2 separate regions of the Mus musculus genome follow, and region 2 is linked to region 1. Evidence: chromatin contacts called from public HiChIP or PLAC-seq data. All regions are on one chromosome and are shown on one strand. The core of a region is the stretch at or near the end of the contact, and the rest is flanking DNA. Distances in the headings are between cores, read along the strand shown.

Region 1 (6,590 bases), core at 2,282-4,781:
CTTTTAAGGTCAAACAAGGATTGATGCCCGATCACTGTCAGGGTAATACATTCTTACTAGGGTTGATGGTAGGGGAGGCAGCTTTATAGCTCCAGGTTGGGAAGAGGGAGGTAGCCAACTCCTGTTGTCCTCATGTTTGAGGTATCTGGGGGAAGCCTCTTTAACCCTTCCTCCGTAATCCTGGGCCTTTATGGTCCCACAGGCTCCTAGCCAGGAGGCCACAAAGGTTGCCCACCTCCTCTGCCATGACTCGATACAGTACACCTGCACACAGTGGAGGCCACGGGAGTACACAGGTAGCATGGTCAGTGTCACAGTGAGTGACTGTTCAGATTAGTTCCCTTTCTTTGGGGTGTTCCTGTTATTCAGGGTTGAGGGTTCAGCTCAGCTGTTACTGTGTGGCCTGCCTTGCTGGCCGCAGGCTCAAGGGAAAGTCTATGAATCAGGAGTCCTGGGCTTCCTTAGTCCCTGCCCTTCCTGACCAGCCCGATTTTTCCCTGAGATTCTGTACGTGACCCCGTCTTTTCAATATGCTGTTCCCAACCTTCTGTTCTCTGCTTAAGAACGTTGAGACAGAGCTGAGCAGAGCAGACGGGCTCTCTCTTCTTTCTTACACGTTCTTAGGTGGTGACAGTGACAATCCACTAGACCAGTTCCTTGTAACCTCTTCAGAGCTTTATCAGAGTCTCAACCCTCTGCTCTGCCCTTTCTCTGCAAAGGATGCTGGCATTTTGACCAGCCACTCACTTTGAATAAAACTCTTCATCGGCTTTCCCACTGGCGAACTTGAGGGATCTTGGTGACTATAAACACTCTTCCTGGTTTGTAGTTGTCTGTGCTTCGCCCTCTAAGGATGGAAAGAGCTGTCTGGCTTCCTGCAGTCCTTTATAAGCTGCACCATGGGGCTTGACTCTAATGACACTCATTTGCCTTCCAAAAGGTCTTATCTGAAGACCTCACTGGGATAAAGCCTTCAATATAAAATCTAGGGTAACACAAACGTTTTGTCTATCGCACCAATTCTGAATATAAAGCCTAAAAGTGCTGGAAATAGAGGCATACTCCAGTAATCCCAGCACTTGGGAGACGCAGAGGCAAATGGACCAGTACAGTTGTTCTCAGCTATACAGCAAGTTTAATATTAATTAGCCTGAGTGGTGTGAGACCTCTTTTAAAAAGGGGTGGTAGGTATGGGAAAATTACACAGCAGGTAATAGCAATGGCTACGAAAGACTGATGACCCAAGTTCAGTCCTTGGGTCTGAAACTACCTTTCAAACCCATTTGATCCCTAGAATCTATGTAAAAAGTTGGATGTGGTGGTGTGCATCATCTGTAACCCAGCGCTCCAACACTGAGATGATAGGAAAATTACCCAGAAGCCTGAGGGCCATCTAGTCTGGGGTATGCAGCACAACAGACACATCAGAGACCTCCCACTCAAAAAAGGAGGAGGGTTCATTCCCCAAAATTATCACGTGACCTATACAGGCGCCTGCATTCACAAACACTGTTTTAAATGTAAAACTGTAATTAGCTGTGACGGGTGCACATTTGTAATCCCAGCATCTGGGGGCTGTGGCAGGAGAATTTTGAGGCCAGTGTGGGTTACAAGACATAAACAGAGCCAGGCATTGGGGCGCACACCTTTAATCCCAGCACTTGGGAGGCAGAGGCAGGTGGATTTCCGAATTCAAGGCCAGCCAGGGCTACACAGAGAAACATAGTCTCAAAAAAAAAAAAAAAAAAACCCCAAAAACAAACAAAAACCTATAAACAAATCCGAATCTGTAAGTCCTTTTCTGTTCTTGTCTTGTCCGGTCCTCACACAGGCCAGCTCCTGTTTAGAGATTTTGGCCTGAGCCCCGATCTGGGGGAAGGACTTGCATAACCACTCTTAGGAATGTCACCTTTCTCTGGTCCTGGATTTGTTTGAAATAGCATTTTATCTTTTCTTTGTAGCCATCAGTGGAGATTATCGCCAGCTGTCCCTTACAGGCAGCTGGTTCTACGGTTCCCGAGACCCGTCAATGCTCAAAATCTTTCATATAAAATAGCTTAATATTTGTAGGGAATCTACTCGTATCACATCTTATTCCTATCATATATTTATCTCTATCATATATATTTTAAATGTCTATATAACTCATAATAGCTAATAGAATGTAAATAGCTACTACAGTGTGTTCTTAAATTTGTGGTAGCTTTTACTGTATTTTTTCTAAATATCTTGGCTTTTTGAGCCTCCCAAGTGCTAGGATTATATGTCACCATGTTCAGCTTTTTAACCAAGACCTGCAGGCACAGATGGCTGACTATCCATTCACTTTGGTGATTTCGTGCAACATCTGTGGGCCACACAGGTGTTTTACTTCCTTATGGGAGGGCCTGTCTCCACTTTGCTCTCTGCTCTAGCCCCGCAGACTACCACAGACATTGGTGTGTAGTGGGTAATGGAATATTTGTTGAAAGTGAATGAACAGGAAGAAGCTGGTGAGACCCCAGACAACTGAGAGAACAGTCAGCATTTGTGCAGGAGTGGGAGGAATGGAATTCGATACAGCCAAAGAAAAGGACAATCAACAAACTTGATGTCAGAAGTGTGAACTGACCCCTTCCTATGCCAGGAAGTCAGCTTTCAGAGCCGAGTCACCAACGGTAAGGTTTGCAGAGATAAATGTTGGTTTTAGACCACGGTGGGAGATGACAGAGAGACATCTAAAGAGCCACGTGTATAGTGTGTGATGGTGTGTGACCTATCATCCCAGCAGAGGCAGGAGGATTCCACGTTTGAGGCCAGTCTGGGATACATGGTGAGACCCTGTGTTTAAAACCCAACAACAATAACCTTAATAGAACAACTAACAAAAGAGTCACGTGGAGGAGAGTCCACAAAAATCACAGGAATTTTCAGATGCAGTCGCTTTTCAGTAAACACACAAAACCATTCCACAGTCGTCAAGGCAGGTAAATAAAAGGCAAGATTTATTTTCCTTAGTTTATTAAAGATGACCATGGACTGTCAGGATGTGCGTAAATTACAGCAGGTGAGAATCCAGTTCTAAACACAGGTTGTACACAAACAGCGTTTTCATTTAGACTCTTGCTCCTTTTCTCTTCGGCAAAAGCTCTCCAGCCCTCAGCAGAGGACGAAGGGCCCCTTAAGTGCAGAGCACTTGGAGCTGTCCCCTCTGTACAGAGTGCTGCTCCCCTCCCTAAGCTCCATCCCCACCTCCCATCAGTGTAGCAGGGGATCCTCAGATACTGTAAGTGACAAAGTGCTTTCACCACACCCCCTGCTCCGGCTCCTCAAATAAACAGACATGGGTATTTGGTGAGTAATGACAGCGGACTCAGGAGCTCTAGAAGGTATGTGACCTAGAGGGATGGGGTGGGGTGGGGAGGTGGAAAGGAACAGGGACGTCAGTGAGGCTGCTTGAGCCTTTGTAGACTGGGAGCATGGGTGGAGTCTCCTCCAGTGTGGTGACTTCACTGAGCAGCTGGACGGAAGTCAGCCAGGAACTGGACCTGGAGTCAGAGTCTGTCTCTGAGGTCTGACTCAGTGATAAGTGAATTGGGAGGGATTTCTAACCAGCTCTGCAGAACTGGCTCTGGCCTCGGCTTTCTGCCTCATCGACTACTGAGAGCAGTCCCAGTCCATGTAGTTGTCAGATCCCAAGTGTGAGGCAGAGGAGCCACACCTTGGAACTAGCCTGGCATGCTCCCTCTTGCTCTGCTGGAGCTCAGCTTGGCTGTTATGTCATGCCCCTTCTGCCTCTCTGGGAGATCCCTCGTTCCCTCTAAGCACAGCTACCTGTCAGCTTCCATCAACAACATGCAACTCCATTTGACGGCTTGCGACACTGCCTGGACCAATGATTTTACTAGCGGTCAAGTACAGGAAGCCACAGGCCAGCTCCAGAACAAGAGGGCTGTGGATTAAGTTCACAGAACTGCCAGGCTCTGAGAGGCAGCCCTGACCAGTGTTTACCGAGGTCGGTGCTGCAGCAACTCAAACACCACCACCATCATGTGCAGCCTAGTCCAGGGCAATTCCCACAAAAAATGCACATTAGGTGATAGGGGAAGAGTCTATTAAAATTAGTACCATGAAATGGATGGTTTGACATAGATTACAAAGCTGAAGAGTTAGTTAACTGCATAAAGGTCCTGTTACTCTGAGCAAACAGACACATTCACAAACTGCCAAGTGCTTTACTTAGTGCTACTAGTTGGCTGGCTTCCCCCAACTCTGAGAAAAGAAACTAAGGCAAGAGATCAGCCAAGAGGAAGGGCTGCAGCTCTCTGGAGGAAGGGGACAGAGAATGGAGTTGGGTCATATCAGTACTGGAACCACAATGACCACATAGTCGTACAGAGCAGTAAGGAACCCACTATTCAGATGGTGGGAGGGGTTTCTATCCTCGCCTTAGGTAGCATCAGGGACTTGCCTGAGCATGAAGCACACCTGCACTCACGATAGTTAACTGAGAGACTGACCACCCCGGAGGAGATGCCTATCTGAAAAAGCCGCCCCTTAAGCACCAGCTGTAGCCGCACTTATAGGCTTGTGGCCTGACCTAAGACTCGGATCTGGTCTTTGATCCAAGCCCACCAGAGTACACAAACCAGCTTGTGCCCACCTATGCCAGGAATATTTGAAACAGGGAAGTCATGGTTGCCCTTTGAGATCCCGAAGATGCTAGAACAAGGATGGTTCTGTTCCTACCTGCCCTGCCCCCCCGTATACCTAAGTGGCCAGACAGAATGCCCGTTGTATACCCCCCTTCTCTCCCGTGACTCAGGGCACAGTCTTAGTCTCTGTTAGGACTAGGCCTAAGAAAAGACCATTCTCCTGCTTCAGCAGCAAAGGAGAAGGTCGCTGGCTGAGAGAGGCCTGGCTCAGACTCTGAGGAACTAAGTCAACAGTGGGTATGATCGTTAGCTGCAGCTGTAACCAGATCTGGTCCTAGTAGAAGAGGCCGAGCGGGTCAGAACTGGGTCTCGATGTCCATTCCCCTGACAAAAATACCCAGTGCCCACAGACAGCTGTCACAAGAGACTGGATCCATCAACCAAGAAAGGTTGCCTACACTTGGACAGCAGACAAGTCATAAAAAATGACAATATATATATATTTAAAAGGCCCCACCTTCCTTGAAGGTGTGGCTCAGTCTATATCTGACCCTCGCCAGACCCTTACACAAAGGGCTTAGTGCATTCCTCAGGTGGTCTCTAGGACGGTGGCCTCTAGAGCCAAGGCTTCTGTGGGCTCCTCCTCATAGTCAGACAGGTAGGACTCCAGGCTCTGCTTGGCCAGCAGCTCCCGTCGGGCCTGCAGCCGCTCACACCGGGGGCAGCGTCCAGACTTGAAGCAAGTTTTATGGTAACACGCTTTACACTCTGTTCATTCCGGTTGAAAAGGAGAGAGAAGAAAATGATTCGTATTATCCTGGGCTGGAAGCAACTCCCTACTACAGCTGCTCCTCCTCACCACAGCTGCTCCAACCCACCACAGCCGCTCCTCCCCACAGCTTGTGCTCCGGGCTGGAGCATGGAGTCACTCACACCACACTCCTGCTAACAGAGGACTCACGGGGAGTACAGCGGCTTCCCATCTAGCAATGGCCCTCACCTTCACAAGTCCGGCACTTATGCAGCTCAAAAGGAAAGATGACATCCTCCTCATTCTGACAGAATTCACAGATGAAGCCCTTGGCCTGACACAGCTGTGGAGAGAGTGACAGGAAAAGTGAAGGGCTGGCTCCAGAGGGTGAACTCCAGCGAGGGGAAGCAAGTCATAAATAAACCTTTGAGCAGGTGAAGGGTCTATTGTCTGTGACATACAGCCTCGGGCTGGACTTGTGAGTATGAGAGCCACAGCAGGGCTGGACACCACACACAAAGCTTCAGGGATGGACAAGAGACACAGGCTTGAGCATTCCTTGCCACTGGAGCAGCCCTCAGTGATGAGGAACGGGCGAAGAGGGGGTACGAAGAAGATGGTCCTCAAAGCTGTACTCCAGTATAGATTTTTTACTTTGAAACATATAGCACAACTCATTAAGATAAAAGCTAAAGTAAGGGTGTTTCCCAGAAACAACACCCTCTAGTCAGGCTATACTGCACTGTGTCCATCCCAACCCCACCGCACACACACCTCACCCTGCCACAGGCCACAAACCAGGCAGCTGACATGGGCAGACCTAAAAGTATCATTTCCAGGTTTCTAGCATGTTGACCCTTGTACGTGGAATTTACAGAGATACTGTAAGCTACTTCATCAGTCCTCAAAAGCTCAAGAGGGAAGGACAGTTCATCTAAGGGTCACCTTCATTCCAGAAAGAAGAAAACGGTGTTACAGAGAGAGCAAACTGCTGGAGACTGTGACTGAAAACAGCAGCCTCTAGATTGTGGTCAAGGTCCTACTGAGTGTGGCCTTCTTCACTGGAGGCTGCTCAGTCTAGCCTGGGCCAACACCTGCATCAACTCTTGTCCTAATTGCTTTTGTATTTTTGTTTTCTCAAGACAGGGTCTTGATGAATAGCCCAGGCTGACTCTACTCAGATCCTCCTGCCCCAGCCCAGCAGC
Region 2 (6,590 bases), core at 1,703-4,202, 310 kb after region 1:
TATTGCAGGTATTACAGGCCACATCGTGGCCACATCTGTGGAGAGTGACAGCCTGCTAACCCATATGTGAGTATGGGCGAGCATCCTCCCCACCCCCGACCCCCATGGACCTGCCTTCCCAGTGTGCTCTTGGAGCCTTTCTGCTGTGACATAGAGCCAAGCACGTTGTGCAACTGATCAGATTATAGTTATTGAGCAGAGATCTTTTGGGGAATTCCTTTATAATCTTTAGATTCTTTTTAAAACGTTAACTGTTTCATATAGGTACCTGCAACTACAAACAATGAGTACAAGTATCTATGAGCTAGTAGCACTTGCTCGGCATGCGAACAATAAGGCTCATGCGGTATCTTGTCTATACCTCCTTTTGGTATAGAATAGCTGCCTTAGGGAACCCTTTTACACATTTATTCTTTTTTCCCCAGCCTTTCTCATGAATTTTGCTTTGTCTTGACAGGGTCTCCTGTAGCCGAATTTGGCCTTGAACTCCTGATCCTCTTGTCTCCACCTCTCAATGCTGGGATTATAGACATGCACCTCCATGCCCAACCCAGGGATTTGTTTGTTCGCTGGTTTTTAATGAAGGAGTTTAAGTCAGCTCTTACAGTTTCAGGTTTAAGTTTTTCAGAATAAGGAACCTGGTAGATGGCTCATCCCATACAGCACTCACCACACACTCACCACACAAGCAGGAGGACCTGCGTGTGGACCCTAGCACTATGTAAAAGGTCAGGCGTGGCACCCCAGACCTGTAGCCCCAGTGTTGGGAAGGCAGCGGCAGGAGGATCTCGAGGGCGGGCAGCCAGCTGCTCTAGCTCACTGGGGAGCTTCAGGTTCAGTCAGAAAATAAGAGCGCCTGCTGCCCTTGGAGAGGACCAGGTTCAGTACCCAGCACCTCAGTTGGGGCGGGGAGGGGGGGGGTAGGGGGGTACAATCCAGTTCCAGAGAATCAAAAGCCCCTTCTGGTGTCTGGGGCCACCTGCACTCCCATGGGGCAGGTTTATTAGACGCGCGCGCACACACACACTTGAGATCTACCTCTGGCCTGCAAATGTGTGTGTGCAGATGGGAACACACTCACTCATGGATACCGTACACAAGTATTTAGCCAGGTGTGACTCATCCTGTAAGCTCAGTGCTTGAGGGGCTCAAGTTCAGGGCAGTCCTGGGGAACAAAGTAACACCCTGTCTCTGAAAGGGAGACATTGCAGAGTAAATCAAGTATTTTAAATATGTGATCTGGGGCCAGCAAGATGATTCAGTGGTTTGCTGCCCATCCTGACATCCTGCGTTCAGTTCCCAAGACCATACGGTGGTGAGAGTGGAGAACCAACTCCTGAATGTTATCTGTCCTCCACATATATGTTATAGCATGTCCCCCTCCCCACAATAAATTAAAAAATTAAAAACATTAAATAGGAAGTTTGGTCTTCTCCAGATAGCTAATGCCCTTTTCATTTTATATATGTAGAAATGCTTCCTGCCTCTATATTTTACTGCTTATTTATGGGTATATACACATGTTTATGGTACCCTTGCAGATCAGAAGAAGATTGGATCCTGCAAAGGCGAAGCTCCACCTGACCGGAGTTGTAACCAAACTCTGGTCCTCAGAAAGAGCAAGAAGCTCAGTTAACAGCTGAGCCATCTCTCATTTTCTGCCTTTATATCATGAGATTATATTTCATAACTTAGGTTCAATCTATATATCCGCACTCAGTGCCACCAACCCACATTGTTTTCAGTTTCAACAGACATTAGAAGCTCAGCAGCGAGGGCTGGAGAGATGGCTCAGTGGTTAAGAGCACAGATTGCTCTTCTGAAGGTCCTGAGTTCAAATCCCAGCAACCACATGGTGTCTCACAGCCATCCGTAAGGAGATCTGATGCCCTCTTCTGGTGTGTCTGAAGATGCTACAGTGTACTTAGATATGATAATAACTAAAAATCTTTGAGCCAGAGTAAGTGGGGCTGACCAGAGAGAGTGGGTCCTGAATTCAAGTCCCAGCAACCACATGATGGCTCACAACCATCTACAGCTACAGTGTACTCACATACATAATGTAAAATAAATAAATCCTTAAACAATAAATAAAAGGATTTAAAAAAACTCAACAGCTTTATGCAATTGCATATTCAAATCAAAGGATCCAGACAGCTCACCATCTCCCCACTGTAGGTCCCTCCTAATGTGTCAGAAGTTTGATGGTGTAAGAGGATCCCCATGTGCGCACACTCACTGGAGTTCGTGGGGAGATTCTGATGTGTTTAGCCGAGGATCTACAAGCCCAGGCGGGTAGGTAGCCACAAAGAGCAGTGGGTGTGGCTGCCCAGCTGTGCTGGCAACAACTCCCGACTGTCTGCCTACCCAAGGGAAGGTCTGGCTGATGTTGGATGCTGTCCATCACACCTCTGCTGTTCACAGCTGGACATAGCTACTGTCAGGAAGAACTTCATACATGTGTTTAGTGTTCCCCATAGAGGGATTGTTCAGTATGCAAATTCTGGATCCACCCTGAGCTTTCCTAGCCTGGAAACTCAGTTCCTTGCATATCCAACTCTAGTCTCTAATTGTTTGCCTTTATTAATTTACCCCTACTTTAAAAAATGGTTCAGATGGGACTTGTGTATTTCATGTGTTTTCAGTCTTCTCAATATGAAGATGTGATGCATTGTGACTCCGTATGTAAGTCTCTGCATTTCTCACAGATTTAAGGCTAGGGAGAAAGACTACGTTAAGTGTTCTATAACAGTTGGGGATAGCGTCTTGGTGAGGAGGATGCAGAGGTGAAGTGTCTGCAGGCCACAGCCCTGTACTGAGGCAGGTGAGCTGCTTTCCCTCTGATGGGCTCCTTCCCAGGACTCCAACCTCCTCATCCAGTTTCCACAACAGGAGTCTCCACAAGTTCCCTTTTAGCCACATCAATGACATCACCACTTCCCCAAAGTGCCAAGGCCGATGACTGAGCTCTTAGCATTTGGAGCTTTGGAGACCTTCCAGATGCGAGTGAACTGGGGCAGAGGCTCCAGAGAAACGAGGCTAAAGTACCCAGGCTGACTGAGAACGGAGAAGCAGCCACACCCAGAGTGTACACTACACTCAGCCTCCACTGTGAAGTGAGAACTAGGAGAATATAAAAGAACCAGCTCCTGACTCCAGGATGGAAACCTCTGATACGCTCAAAGGGGTAGTGAAGGTTTGGCACATAGCTTTTGCAAAAGAGATGTCTGGGTGTGGTGCCTATTAACACAAGACACACAGCTCTTACCTTAAAGGGAAGAAGAAAAGTTATTGTGGAGACAAATATGAGTGACCATGGCCAGGGAACAGGAATTCAGGTGACTCCCCAGAACCATGAGCTACTGCAGTAACAGTACTGAAGGTTCAGCACCAGAACAAAGGAAGCTGTAAACCAAGGCAGTTTTCACATTGGTGGAAATGGCAGGTAGGCTGGTTAGAGCAGAGTATATGAACCCTCTACACTACAGACTTCAGATTCTATCTGATGATAGGGCTCTTGTTCGTTCTTCTGAAAAGGGTTTTTTACCTGATAGTCACAGATCATAGACCAAACATAGGAGGTGCAGTAAATGTCTAAAGATACCCAGAGATAATTTGGCTCCTGGTTTACAGCGTTCCAGTTCTCTACAATTTCGGGTGTTCTAATCAGACAATCAGCCCTGTAAGATAATACCATACACACACACACACACACACTCCAGAAATTGGTGTTCATACTGCTCTGGGTCTGTTTTTCCTAGCAGTGTGTAAGTTCAAGACATCTTTTATTTCAGATAGGCTCCTTTGTGTGTGTGTGTGTGTGTGTGTGTGTGTGTGTGTGTGTGTGTGTGTGTGTGTGCACGCGCGTGCACGCGCGCGTAGGAGCTTGCCATGGTGTATGTATGGATGTCAGAGGACAATTTTTGGGAGTCAGTTCTTTCCTTCCACCCAGTGGGGCTTGGGGATGAAATTAAAGTCGCCAGCCTTGGTGACAAGGGTCCTTGTCTGTTGAGCCATCTTACTGGCTCTCAGTTTTCCTCATTAGGAATAAAAATTTTTCATAAACCAGGAGTGGTGTCACATGCCTTTAGTCCCAGCACTCAGGAGGCAGAGGCAGACAGATCTTTGAGTTCGAAGCCAGCCTGGTCTACAGAGTAAGTTCCAGGACAGCCAGGGCTACACAGAGAATCCCTGTCTCCAAAAATAAAAATAAAATAAAAAAGAAAGAAAAGAAAATTTAGATATAGATGTCTTCAATTACTATTCTTTCCCTTGAGTGTTTAGTTCCTTATTTTATTCCTTTTCATTCCAACTCCCACCTCCCACCCCTGCCTCTCACCCCCAGCCCATCCCCCCCCCACATCCCAGCCCCCCCCCCCATTGGCCAGCCTCCAACTTGGGATGAGTCTCCTATCTCAGCCTCAAAAAAAAAAAAAAAAAAAATTGGAATTATGAGTTACTATGCCCAGATCTTTGTTTTATTTTTAATTCTGATTTGCAACCCCTATACAAAAATTAAAGGAACTACAACCAAAAGAAGACTCAGAAACAAAGGTTAGAAATTGGGTAACTCCTTGTGCTGAAAGGAATATAAATGTCGGGATGTAGGGGCCTGATTCAATCACTAATGCAGTGTTCCTCCCCACAGCACACAGTCCACCAGCACAGCGTGCACATCTGCTCTGCACACGTCTCTCCTGCTCTGGCTGTCATCCTCCTGCCTCAGATAGGCAGCACAGCTGTCCGGATGGCTCAGTCACGTTCTTGAAACATGGTCAGTCACCTTTTATTGAAGTGAACAGGCCTAGGACATAGGATCATCAGGGGGCAGCCAGCAGGCCTTTTGAAGGGAACTGTTACGAATTACTCCCAACATTTAAAGCGCCGTTCCACGGTGCTGATCTGGAGCGCTGCCCTTTTGACCAAGCAAGCTATAGACAAATCCAGGGGGCTCTAAACAAACCAGAGGTAAAGTTCAAGAGCTGATACCTGACCAGCTCAGACCTTGCCAATGCCATGTACTCAAAAGAAGGAAGGACAAACAAGGTCTCACTGTGTAGCCCTGTCCGCCTGGAACTCACTGTGTAAGGCAGACTGGCCTCCAATTGAGAGGTTTGCCTGCCCATGCTTGGGACTGAAGGCATGAGCCACCTTGCCCAGCAAGAATGCCTTTTAAAATAAATAAATAAAAAGAAGCAAAGACCATTGCTAGCGTTGTCAGGAAGCCACATTTAAACCAGGGGCGGGTGCCGGAGCTGTGGCACGCAGACAGAGAGCTGAGCAGGGTGGTCCTGCGTTGGGATGACGGAGGAGCCCTGTATTCCAGAAAGCAGACCCACTACTGAGAATTTCACAGCCTGGCCATGCCAGACGTTGTGGGGCGCATTGATGGGAAAGCATTCCAAGATTCAAACCACAGGAGTGTCAAGATGCGGAGTACGTGCTTCATCATGTGTGCGTGGGGAGGGGTGGCTACCTTCCCAGACAGAAAGGCTGCTGTGCCAGCAGTGTCACGGGGAAGAAGCCTTCATCTGGCAAGGTTTGTGCCCGAGTGTTGTGGCGGTGACCTGGGCAGACAGAAGCCCCTGCAGCTTGGGCTTTCCTGGTGGAAGCCAGTTGCTGGGTTCCTGCCGCAGCCTCTGCCGCTTATCCCTTTCTTCTATTTACCAGGTGCAGCACAATCAGCAGCGCATCTTCCAAAGCGCATCTTCTCTTCGTAAGGGATGTGCTCACGAAGGGAGCATTTCCCTTTAGTAATTATTACTGATGGAGCAGTGTCCCTGGCTATTGGATTTTAATGCACTTGTTGTTGTTGTTTAATCTGGAACTCACTCTGTAGACCAGGCTGGCCTCAAACTGGCAGAGATCCACCTGCCTTCGCCTCCTGAATCCTGGGATTAAAGATGTGCACCAATGACCCTGGCTTTTAGTGCACATTTAAACATTGATAGTCACAACTCTCTGGGTATGTATCCAACACTGCATTATGCTGGGGGACATACTCAGATAGTCTTCATCCTTTGACACTGGGTCTTAAATATCTTTTTTCAAGGTATCAGCTTTGAGGACTAGCCTTGGCTATCTAATGTCTTTGGTATTACTTCATCTTCCTGAAGAGGTCACAGCCTTCTTCCTGCTGCTGTATTTTTCCACCACAAGCTAACAGTTAAATTCTATTAAGTCCTTAAAGTTCATTTAAAATGTCACCTTCCAGCCGGGCGTAGTGCCTTTAATCCCAGCACTCGGGAGGCAGAGGCAGGTGGATCTCTTGAGTTTGAGGCCAGCCTGGTCTACAAAGTGAGTTCCAGGACAGCCAGGGCTATACAGAGAAACCCTGTCTCGAAAAACCAAAATAAATAAATAAAAATAAAATAAAATGTCACCTTCCAGAAAATATTGATATTCTTTCCAACTAGATGTATATTTTGAATTATCTGTTCAGCTCCTCATGATGGTGACTTGTCTGTCAATATTCTGCATTCTTCCACAGACAGGATTATGTGTTATGTAGTTGTGTGGGCCACTATAATGTAACAAAAGGCAAATAAACTTTGGGACTTAAATCTGTCATCTTATTTTAAAGATTAACA

The links. HiChIP or PLAC-seq counts read pairs in DNA pulled down with a chosen protein or histone mark.
Region 2: a contact with region 1 is called in an HNF4G HiChIP or PLAC-seq map of pancreatic cancer cells. The contact joins two enhancer-like sites. A contact is called at or near these places in 1 of 15 datasets of contacts at CTCF or cohesin (large pre-B cells), 5 of 484 Hi-C or Micro-C datasets (the CH12 cell line, bone marrow-derived macrophages, embryonic stem cells and 2 more), 4 of 115 datasets of contacts at active chromatin or transcription factors (bone marrow-derived macrophages, cardiomyocytes, extraembryonic endoderm stem cells and 1 more) and 5 of 9 other capture datasets (adipose tissue, embryonic stem cells, liver and 2 more).

Annotation. Positions count from the first base shown.
Region 1 is chr16:32,818,745-32,825,334 of GRCm38.p6, forward strand. It overlaps Rubcn (RUN domain and cysteine-rich domain containing, Beclin 1-interacting protein), which reads right to left. Exons shown (of 19, transcript NM_172615.4): 18 at 5,635-5,728; 19 at 2,958-5,402. The coding sequence ends at 5,224. Among named protein-coding and RNA genes, the nearest start is that of Smbd1, 12 kb to the left of the region's middle. Within about 2 kb of position 3,532, at least 67 of the 459 cell types and tissues checked have an H3K27ac peak or open chromatin away from gene starts, as enhancers often do. A contact at or near this core is called in adipose tissue and pancreatic cancer cells, where this site is marked.
Region 2 is chr16:33,127,954-33,134,543 of GRCm38.p6, forward strand. No RefSeq gene overlaps it. Among named protein-coding and RNA genes, the nearest start is that of Gm41447, 6.4 kb to the right of the region's middle. Within about 2 kb of position 2,953, at least 49 of the 459 cell types and tissues checked have an H3K27ac peak or open chromatin away from gene starts, as enhancers often do. A contact at or near this core is called in adipose tissue and pancreatic cancer cells, where this site is marked.